Linked DNA regions of Mus musculus: all the other regions are linked to region 3. A link is a contact called in public Hi-C and promoter capture Hi-C data. All regions are on one chromosome and are shown on one strand. Each heading gives the region's core, a stretch centred on a gene start, on an enhancer-like site or on the middle of the called end of the contact. The rest is flanking DNA. Distances are from core to core; before and after follow the strand shown.

What was found. Promoter capture Hi-C pulls out the DNA fragments that hold promoters and counts their contacts. Hi-C and Micro-C count contacts between places; a contact is called where the count stands out from the background.
Region 1: a promoter capture Hi-C map of embryonic stem cells shows a contact between it and region 3, with 11 read pairs. The contact joins the promoter of Ifngr1 here to the promoter of Olig3 in region 3. A contact is called at or near these places in 5 of 39 promoter capture datasets (cranial neural crest, embryonic stem cells and stem cell-derived epiblast-like cells), 1 of 484 Hi-C or Micro-C datasets (embryonic stem cells), 1 of 115 datasets of contacts at active chromatin or transcription factors (double positive thymocytes) and 1 of 9 other capture datasets (pancreatic islet).
Region 2: a contact with region 3 is called in a Hi-C map of double positive thymocytes, with 3 times the contacts expected there. The contact joins the enhancer-like site here to the promoter of Olig3 in region 3. A contact is called at or near these places in 1 of 39 promoter capture datasets (liver), 1 of 484 Hi-C or Micro-C datasets (double positive thymocytes) and 1 of 9 other capture datasets (pancreatic islet).

The regions. Positions count from the first base shown.
Region 1 is chr10:19,590,532-19,593,231 of GRCm38.p6, reverse strand. Ifngr1 (interferon gamma receptor 1) reads right to left here and starts at 1,283. Exons shown (of 7, transcript NM_010511.3): 1 at 1,035-1,283. The coding sequence starts at 1,146.
Region 2 is chr10:19,562,074-19,564,783 of GRCm38.p6, reverse strand. No RefSeq gene overlaps it. Among named protein-coding and RNA genes, the nearest start is that of Ifngr1, 29 kb to the left of the region's middle. Within about 2 kb of position 1,308, at least 43 of the 459 cell types and tissues checked have an H3K27ac peak or open chromatin away from gene starts, as enhancers often do. A contact at or near this core is called in double positive thymocytes, where this site is marked.
Region 3 is chr10:19,355,125-19,357,942 of GRCm38.p6, reverse strand. Olig3 (oligodendrocyte transcription factor 3) reads right to left here and starts at 1,404. Exons shown (of 1, transcript NM_053008.3): 1 at 1-1,404. The coding sequence starts at 1,314. The coding sequence ends at 493.

The DNA of each region.
Region 1 (2,700 bases), core at 34-2,533, 240 kb before region 3:
GCATACATACCATTATTGCTTCTGATTCATTCCTTAGTTGCTCCTGGCTCTCTGTTTCTGGTCACCTGCCTCCCCCAAGAGTCCTCTCTTCTACATTAATGTCCCATGAGTTTTATTACCCTGCTTTTGCTTGTTTTAAACTCTTCTTCCTCAAGATCTCTTCCTCCCCTCTCATGATTTCCTACACACACTTCTCTGGGGTTGATTTATCATAAGAAAACATGGTAATTGTCTTTTTTAATCTGGCTGTGTAACACAACTAACACTTTTTCTGATTCCACTGTTCTGCAATTATGATTTCATTTTTCTCTATAGCTCAGTGGAACTTCAGTTTGAACATGCACCTCATTTCCTTCATCTGACATCTAGGTGGTTACATCCTAGCTACTGTGAAAATCAGGTCAAGGCAGGATTGGAATCTGCACGCCTAACTGAAGCTCCTGGAAACCATAGGAGGGGTTCAGAGCTGGAACTCGCCTGAGAGTTAAAGAGGTCTCCCCATGCCTTCCAGCAGCTGGAGATTGGGAACTTCTCAGATACTTACGATTAGGGACTGGAAGGGCATGAAAAGTTTTATTGCTGTCTCTAGAGCTCTAATCATAAAGAGGAACTATTCCCAGCATATATGTCCTGGGAATATATAATCATTTGAAATCAAAGGCTCTGAGGATTTAAGCTACGAGAAGAACCCTTGCATCTCAACACTTAAACGCCAGACTAACAAACAAATCAGAATCTCTTAGTATCCGTTGGCACCCCTTTTCCTTCAGAGGATTCCGACTACAGATTGAAAATAAAGTCTGTAAGTCATACACACAATGCCAAACGCTGCCGTGGAAACTAACTGTAAAACAGACCACAGATTTGTGTTGTGTCGGCAAAGAAGAGGCGAAAGCGGCGTGTAAACCGCGGAGCCCCCGGGGCCCCTTGGGGCTGCCTTGCCCAGGGCGGCGCAGCAGGAACGCAGGGACTTCCCAGCCCGGCGCCTCCGGCCTGGCCTCCCGCCCCAGCCCGCAGCGGCTCGGAGAGATTACCCGAGGGAGGCTCAGGATCCTCAGTGCTCGTCAAAGCTCCACTCCCGACCTTCGCAGACAGCATCAGGACCACCAGCAGAATCATCCTGCCAGCTGCCGCCTGCGGGCCCATTCCTGCGCGAGGGACACCTCTGACAGGGGACCCGCGCTGCCCGTGGCCTGGCCTTGGCGTCACGTCCGCCGCAGACTAGTCGCCAAGTCCGCAAGCGGCCTGCCGGGGAGCTGGGTGGGGCCAAAACCAAAGCTTGAGAGACCAGCCTGGGACTGAGGGGCGTGGCTTAAGTGGGAGGCGGAGCCTCACGGGGCAAAGGGTTAAAAGGCAGCTCTTCAGGGGCGGACTCAGGGCGGGGGTCTAGCCAGAGAGGCGGGACCAATACGCAATCTCTTAGAGTTGATTGGAGGTTGGGAGTAGAGGTGGGATGTGAGGCGGGGTCTATACAAGGAGGCGTGTCTTGGCGGGTCTAAAGTGGACTAGGACATGGTTATAGGCGAGGTCTGGACTGGGGAGCCAGGCAGTGCGCTGCGTGGGCGGAGAAGTTTCACTAAGTTGGAGAAGGGGTGGACTAGCCTGAGGTTTGAAACTGTGGGCTCTTCTCTGTATTCAGGACCTGGACTGTGGATACGTTTGAAACTCTGACCGGAACCTTACCTTCTTCAGCCTGACACTACCTTCCTCAGTTCCTCATTCTGGTTATGTAGTAACCTGGGGTTGGAGATTTTTGCCTCAGTCCACAACCAGACACCATGCTTATCTCATCCCTCAGCATGAGGCGTGTTGGAGCCTGAGGTGTTAGAGAAGTTACAAAAATCCTTCTCCAGTTCCCACCAGTTTTGTCCGCGGAACTTAAACTTCTGGTTTTCAAGACAGTTTGTTCAGACTCCCACAACGCAAATCCAATGTGCTTGGCTAGCACTTTATTCTTAGCAAAAACAAACTACCACCACAAAAAGCACATGCCCATTTTAATGATGAAATGTCAAAGGGCGGATCACTAAGTAGTCTTTCATCAAGAGATCGTCCCTCTTGCCTCTCTGACCGCACCGGTTAGTTTAAATCTCTCTCATTCCCCTAAATTCACTTTAGTGACCTTGCACTTACTATAGACAACACTCTTGTGCTGCCTCACTCGCCTCAGCTCTCTTTTATCACCATGTCTGCAAGGAATTTGAATGCAACCCACTCTCCCCTTCTCTTTACTCCACTTTATTTTTAATAACACATTTGCACCCCCTCCTACAATATGCATATTGATTTGATTTTCTCTGCTTCCTAGAATGCAAGCTCTATACCGTAGAGAGAGATACTGGCATGACATTCTCTGAGTCTTCCAAGCAAAATGTTATGAAGACATTCTGCAGACTTGGAGTTACCAGCTAAGGCTTGTTATTTGTCTTGATTAATTAACGAATTAATTATGCTAATAGCCCAGCATTTCTCAGACTTTGACGTCAGGATAAATCTTGGTGACCTTGTGCAGGTTCAGATTCAGTACATATGATTCAGGTTAGACTTCAGTTTTCTGCATTTCTGAAAAAGGTACACAGCAAATGTCTCACCCTTGGTGCTACAGATGTGAGTACTTGGAATAAGAGTTTGGGTGTGCATCTGATATGCACCTCAAGAAAGGCATTTCTGGTCATTGTATGGCACAAGGATAAATTACTG
Region 2 (2,710 bases), core at 59-2,558, 210 kb before region 3:
TCCTTTCCATCCTGCTGGAGAGCTCCCTCATTTTCCTTTGTAGTCCTAGACTCCACCCTCCACCAGCCCCTGGCAAGCTCTTGTGTGTGTGTTCTGTCTATGTATGTCAATCTTTTCCTAAGTGCTAGGCAAAGGGAACCATTGGACTTTGTGGCCTTTTATACCCAGCTGCTTTTACTCAGAATGTTGTTTTAAGATTCTACATGTTGCCTATATGCTTGGGCTCAGTTCTTCTTTTTATTTAAGAGGAGAATTCTAGTTACCTCTTCACCATTTCATGGTTGTTTGGATTGCTCCCAGTTTCGGAGATTATGAACAATGCTATTGCTATTATAGACATTTATTTGTAGTTGATTTGTGTATCGGGTTGGGTGGGGAAGTATGTTTGAATCCTGTTGTAGTAAACACTTAAGAGTTAGATCACTGGGTTCTGTGTGAAATGGTTGTTTATAAAAGAAACTGCTCCACAGCTTCCCAAGCCTTCAAGAGCAAATGAGAGTTCCAGTAGCTGGGTGCCCTTGCTAGTATCTGGTAATGTCAGATTTAAAAACTCACTTAACTCTAACCATTTGAGTAACTTATATTTTCTTAGAAAACATCAGTTCTTCTATCTACTTAGTCAGCCCTATTGTGTTTCACTATCTTGAATTTCCTTTTCAATTAACAGAGATTGAGCCCAAATGAGAATGGGGGGTGGGGGGGGGACTCCTGACTCACTCTCTCCTGTGGTTGTACCAGAGGACTCTTCTCTGTGGAATTAAAGAGAATAGTTAGTCCTGGGAAAGAAACAGGGACATGTAGCATGTCAGAAGGACATGGGTGTGCAAGGTAGATCTATTAGTGGCATTTCTTGTGGCTATGAGAGTGTACCTGACAGAAACTTGATGGAAGAATGATCTAATTTGCCTCATGGGTGAGGAAATACAATCCACACCTGCAGGGAATTCATGAAAGAGTGAGCAGCCTGCAGCTGTCTCTGTGGGGGCAGAAGGCACTGACTATATTGCTGCTGCAGTCAGGAAGCAGAGAGATGGCCCTGTCCTGTGACCCAGTCTGCTGGCTGCAGTCTGGGTCCAAAATGTTCTACAACCTCTGCAAATGGCTTTACCAGCTGGAGACCAATTGTTCAAACACATCATCTTGTGTTGGGGACTTTTCCTTTCACAAAAATTAACAGTGAGGAAATGGCTAAGAGAAAATTCTCAGCATGCTGGGAGGAAAGCCAGAGAATCTGGGACCTCTTAAAAAAAATCTTTGTTCCAGAATGACTAATCAGGATGGGTTGTTGGTAGGAACAAACAAGGGAATCTTCGAGCTTACTCAATAACCCAGCCCTAGGGAAACAGAGGCCTGAACTTGGTTATAGTGTTAGTAAGAATGGAGATGGTAAAAAAATTTAAAAGATGAAAGGTTATTTATGTTAATATTTGAATATCAATGAGAAAGTTTACAAAGTCTTGACACAGTTAAATTTCATATTTTGATGAGAAGGACCCCAATATCGCAGTGAAGGATTTTTATTTTATTTATTTATTTATTTATTTATTTATTTATTTATTTATTTATAATGATTTATTTCATTACTTTACTCATATGAACATTTTGTTGGCACATATGTCTGTGTACTGTATGCATGCAGTGCCTGTGGAGGTCAGAAGAAGGCAATGGACTCCCTTGCAAAGGGAGTTGGAGGTGGCTCTGAGGAACCATCTAGGTTCTGGGACTTGAACCCTGGTCATCCTGGTCGTAACCACGGAGCCACATCTCCAGTGCCACAGAAAGGCGTTTTGAAAAATCCCCATCTTACTAAAGTCAGTGGCCAGGCAATTTTCCAGCTGTATTTGACTCCTCCTTGGAAGTGTTGGCATTTGACACACATGGTCACTTGGCACAAACAGAACACCTCTTTTCTTAACCCCAGGCTACCACTTGTAATTTTCTTTCTGCTTCTTACCACTTCCTTTGGTTTCCCTTCTGCTTCCCTTGCATGTCCTCATCTCTAACTGTATTTCTCTAGCCTGAACCCATCCTCAGACTGGCATATCCACTTACTCAACGTTAACGGCTCCACAGACTCTTGGTCTCTGGGTCCCACGCTCACATTTTCTGTGGTTCCACTATTCCAAGTGCTAAGGTCCCAAACCAAAAATAAAGCCTTCCTAGACTTTCCTCTATATCTTACATGTTAGTTCCCATCTGTCACCTGTGTTGTAGTGCCAGGAAGTATAGTGACTACCCCCCAAAACCAGACAGGTGCCAATCTAATGCAACCCACAAGAGGGTCTTTATGCTATTTGAGCTAGCTCAGGTCTCTCCAACCCACCACTGTCACACAGGACGGTTTTGGTGTAGAGGAGCCCCCAAATATCTATTGGGGAAAGGCTTTATAGTAACCAGCAAGCAGGGATGGATATGCGTGCTTCTAATTGGGAAGTTAACATAATTGACTTTAACATAATTGGCTGGTGCTGGGAGTCATATCAAAGCTTAATTTCTGCTCCCCTCTGCATTGGTGGTTGTTAGGCAGGGGGTGAGCTTGTAACTTGGGGGTGCAGGTTTGTTGGGGGAATAACATGGAGATACTGGTCTTGTTGGAGATTCGTCTAGAGACGGGAGCTAGGCTCCAGTTTTGTTGGGGGGACAACTTGGAAACTAATGTTAGGTACGAGTCTTAGTTTACCTGAGTTCAAACGTAGGTCAGGTTCTCTAA
Region 3 (2,818 bases), core at 155-2,654:
TTGTCTCTGAAAAATCTATAAGGGCAGAGACAATCATAAGTGTATCTAGCTCGATGAAATATTTACATTTGCTTTGCACAAAAGGGATAGCCATCTTTCCTCCAAGATAAGAACACAGCCAGAAAGAGCCAACTCCAAAGTTCCTTTGCAAGTTTTAAACTCCACTGATCCCATCGTTAAACAACAAATGCAGTTTTGACAAGAGCATACCACAGTGAGAAATACTGGCGTGGCATGAGGGAAAGAAGCATGCATGCAAAACAGGACTTCGGGTTCCAGTCCCCTTCGCTAACACCTAGGTATTCCAGTTTGGTTTTGGCACGCCCCGCTGGGGTGGGTCAACTGGAATCTGGATCTGTAGGGCGCTGGCGAGGCCTGGGGCCGCGCGCCCACCCTCCCGCAGGCCGAGCAGTCTCCCTTTCCCTCCTGGCCCGGCACTGCGACCCCTGCCTCAGCTCTCCCTTCCTCCTCCCGGCCGGGCCAGCCCGTGGCTCACTTGAGCAAGTCCTTGGATTCAGCCGAAAGCCGGGCCATGTTGGCGGTGGAGAGAGCGGACAGGTGCGGCGGTGGTGGCATCTGGCAGATGGTGCAGGGACAGGGCAGCCCCGCCCAGTGCTGGAAGCCGCTGCCCAATTGTAGCGCGGGCGGCGTGGAGGGCGCCTTGAGCAGTGAGTGGGGAGGACGGATGGTGCCAATGGTCGGCAGGGAGGTCGCGGACAGAGGGGACGAGGCATTGCCAGAGGAGAGCGCGCCGCCCAGGATAGGGTGCACCGGGTGCACAGCGTTGGCTGCGTGTGCCGGGTGGCCGGCCGAATGCCCCACAGTCCCACAGTGGAAGGCCGAGTGGTGTCCCCCGTAGATCTCTCCAACCAACCTCTTCATCTCCTCCAGGGAGCTGGTGAGCATGAGGATGTAGTTTCTGGCCAGAAGCAGAGTGGCGATCTTGGAGAGCTTGCGCACCGAGGGCCCGTGAGCGTAGGGCATGACCTCGCGCAGACCATCCATGGCGAGGTTCAGGTCGTGCATCCTCTTGCGTTCGCGTCCGTTGATCTTCAGCCGCAACTGCTGAAGATCCTGCTCCGACAGCTGCTTCTTGATTTTGTACTTGCTGCTTTCTCCTGCAGCCTTGGCGCCTGCCCTCGAGAGGCTTTCCCCTGGCATCTTCTGGACCATATCGCCCTGTGTGGAGGAGACCGAGTTCAGACGACTCTCCTGATGGTGGTGGTGGTGGCGGTGGTGGTGGTCTCTTAGGTACATCTCATCCATGTCCGGAGATGACGCTCTGCTGGAGACAGAGCTCGAATCAGAATTCATTTTATTACAAGAGATGCGGCCTTATGGTTGAGGAGCCTTTAGGCAGGAAATTAAAGAGAATCTTGAATTAAAAAAAAAAAAAAAAAAAAAGCAAGGTCCAGGAACCCACTTCCCCAGTTGTAAAACCAGAGAAGAAAAGTCAAGGCCCTGCCTTGCCCCGCCTCTCTCTCTCTCCTGGCTTGCTTCGCTATCTCTGGTTTAGCTGTTTCCTGCACTGCACATTGGTGTGTGCCTGAACTAACCTCTTGCAGTAAAAGAGGGGCTTTTATAGCGCTGCAGTGGAGAAAAGAGACAAAAGGAGCCCTCCTATCTATCCTGGGCTGGTTAAGATGACGTGCCATCATCATTCAGGGCGGTGCGCTTTGCTGTCCCAGTTAGCAAGGATTCCTATTCATATTCATTGTGGGGCCGCCCTGGGACACCTCTGCTTGGAACCACAAGGAGCCCCCAGGCACAAAACCCTTTGATTGACACACTCACCGCGGATGCACTGGACTTCTTGTTTTTGTTGTTGTTTTGTTCTTTAAAAACTTTCTTCTGTGCCACTCCCCTCATTCTATTTCTTTTAACCAAATCTTACACTTAAAATGAAGGGAAGGAACAGAAGTTGCCTGGAAGATCAGCCTACGACGTTACTTTGGACTTAGAAGATATGGGTTGTTCTCTATCTAGTTTACAGAAATGTGGGCAAAACAAGGTCTCAATAGAAAGCCGGATACCGGAGCCAAAACGGGGCAGGTTCAACCAGGGAGACTTGGAGACTTTGCTGACTGAAGTTGTTATTCACTGGTACATTTTCTCTAAATTCAGTTAATTTTGTTTATTTGCCCTTTCCGGTAAATTAAAAAAAAAAAAAAAACATGTGCCCATTTGGCAATGCGTTTTTGCCTTTGATGCTACTGTGGAGAAGTCTTCTTTTGCGTTAAAAATAGCGAATTGAAATAATTTTGGTTTTGTACATTTCTTTAACTTCTTAGCTATAGAACTGAGGGAGGAGAGACAAAACCCCCAATGTTATATGAAAATCAATTTAGGAAGAAAATTTGGGGAGAGAAAAGGGTGAAGAAAAATGGGAGAGTTAGGGATTGAAACGAATCTCAAGAGCTCGGTACAGATCTTTGGGGTTCCAGCTTCCCAAATGGGGTAGCTAACTGCCTTCTTCGCCTCAAGTTCCACTGTGTGTTGGGATGGGATGAAGGCAGTCTTTGGCCTCAGGGTGAAAGCTGAGAGCATCCAGAGTTTAGCACCAGACCACCTGGAGCGGCAGCTGAGCAGAGCGGGAGTTCAGGGTAAAATCAAGTGTGTGGTGTGTGTGCGTGTGCATGTGTGTGTGTATGTGTGTGCACAGGACCTGGAGATACCTGTCTGCGGGCTTGTTACAAAGCCGTGGCTCTGAGGATAAACAGACCTGGAGTTTGCTGTGTTCCATAGATGCAAGTTCATAACTGGGCACAGACATCCCTGCTCCCGCCCCCATTCCTTTTCGATGTTTTTGTCAATCAAA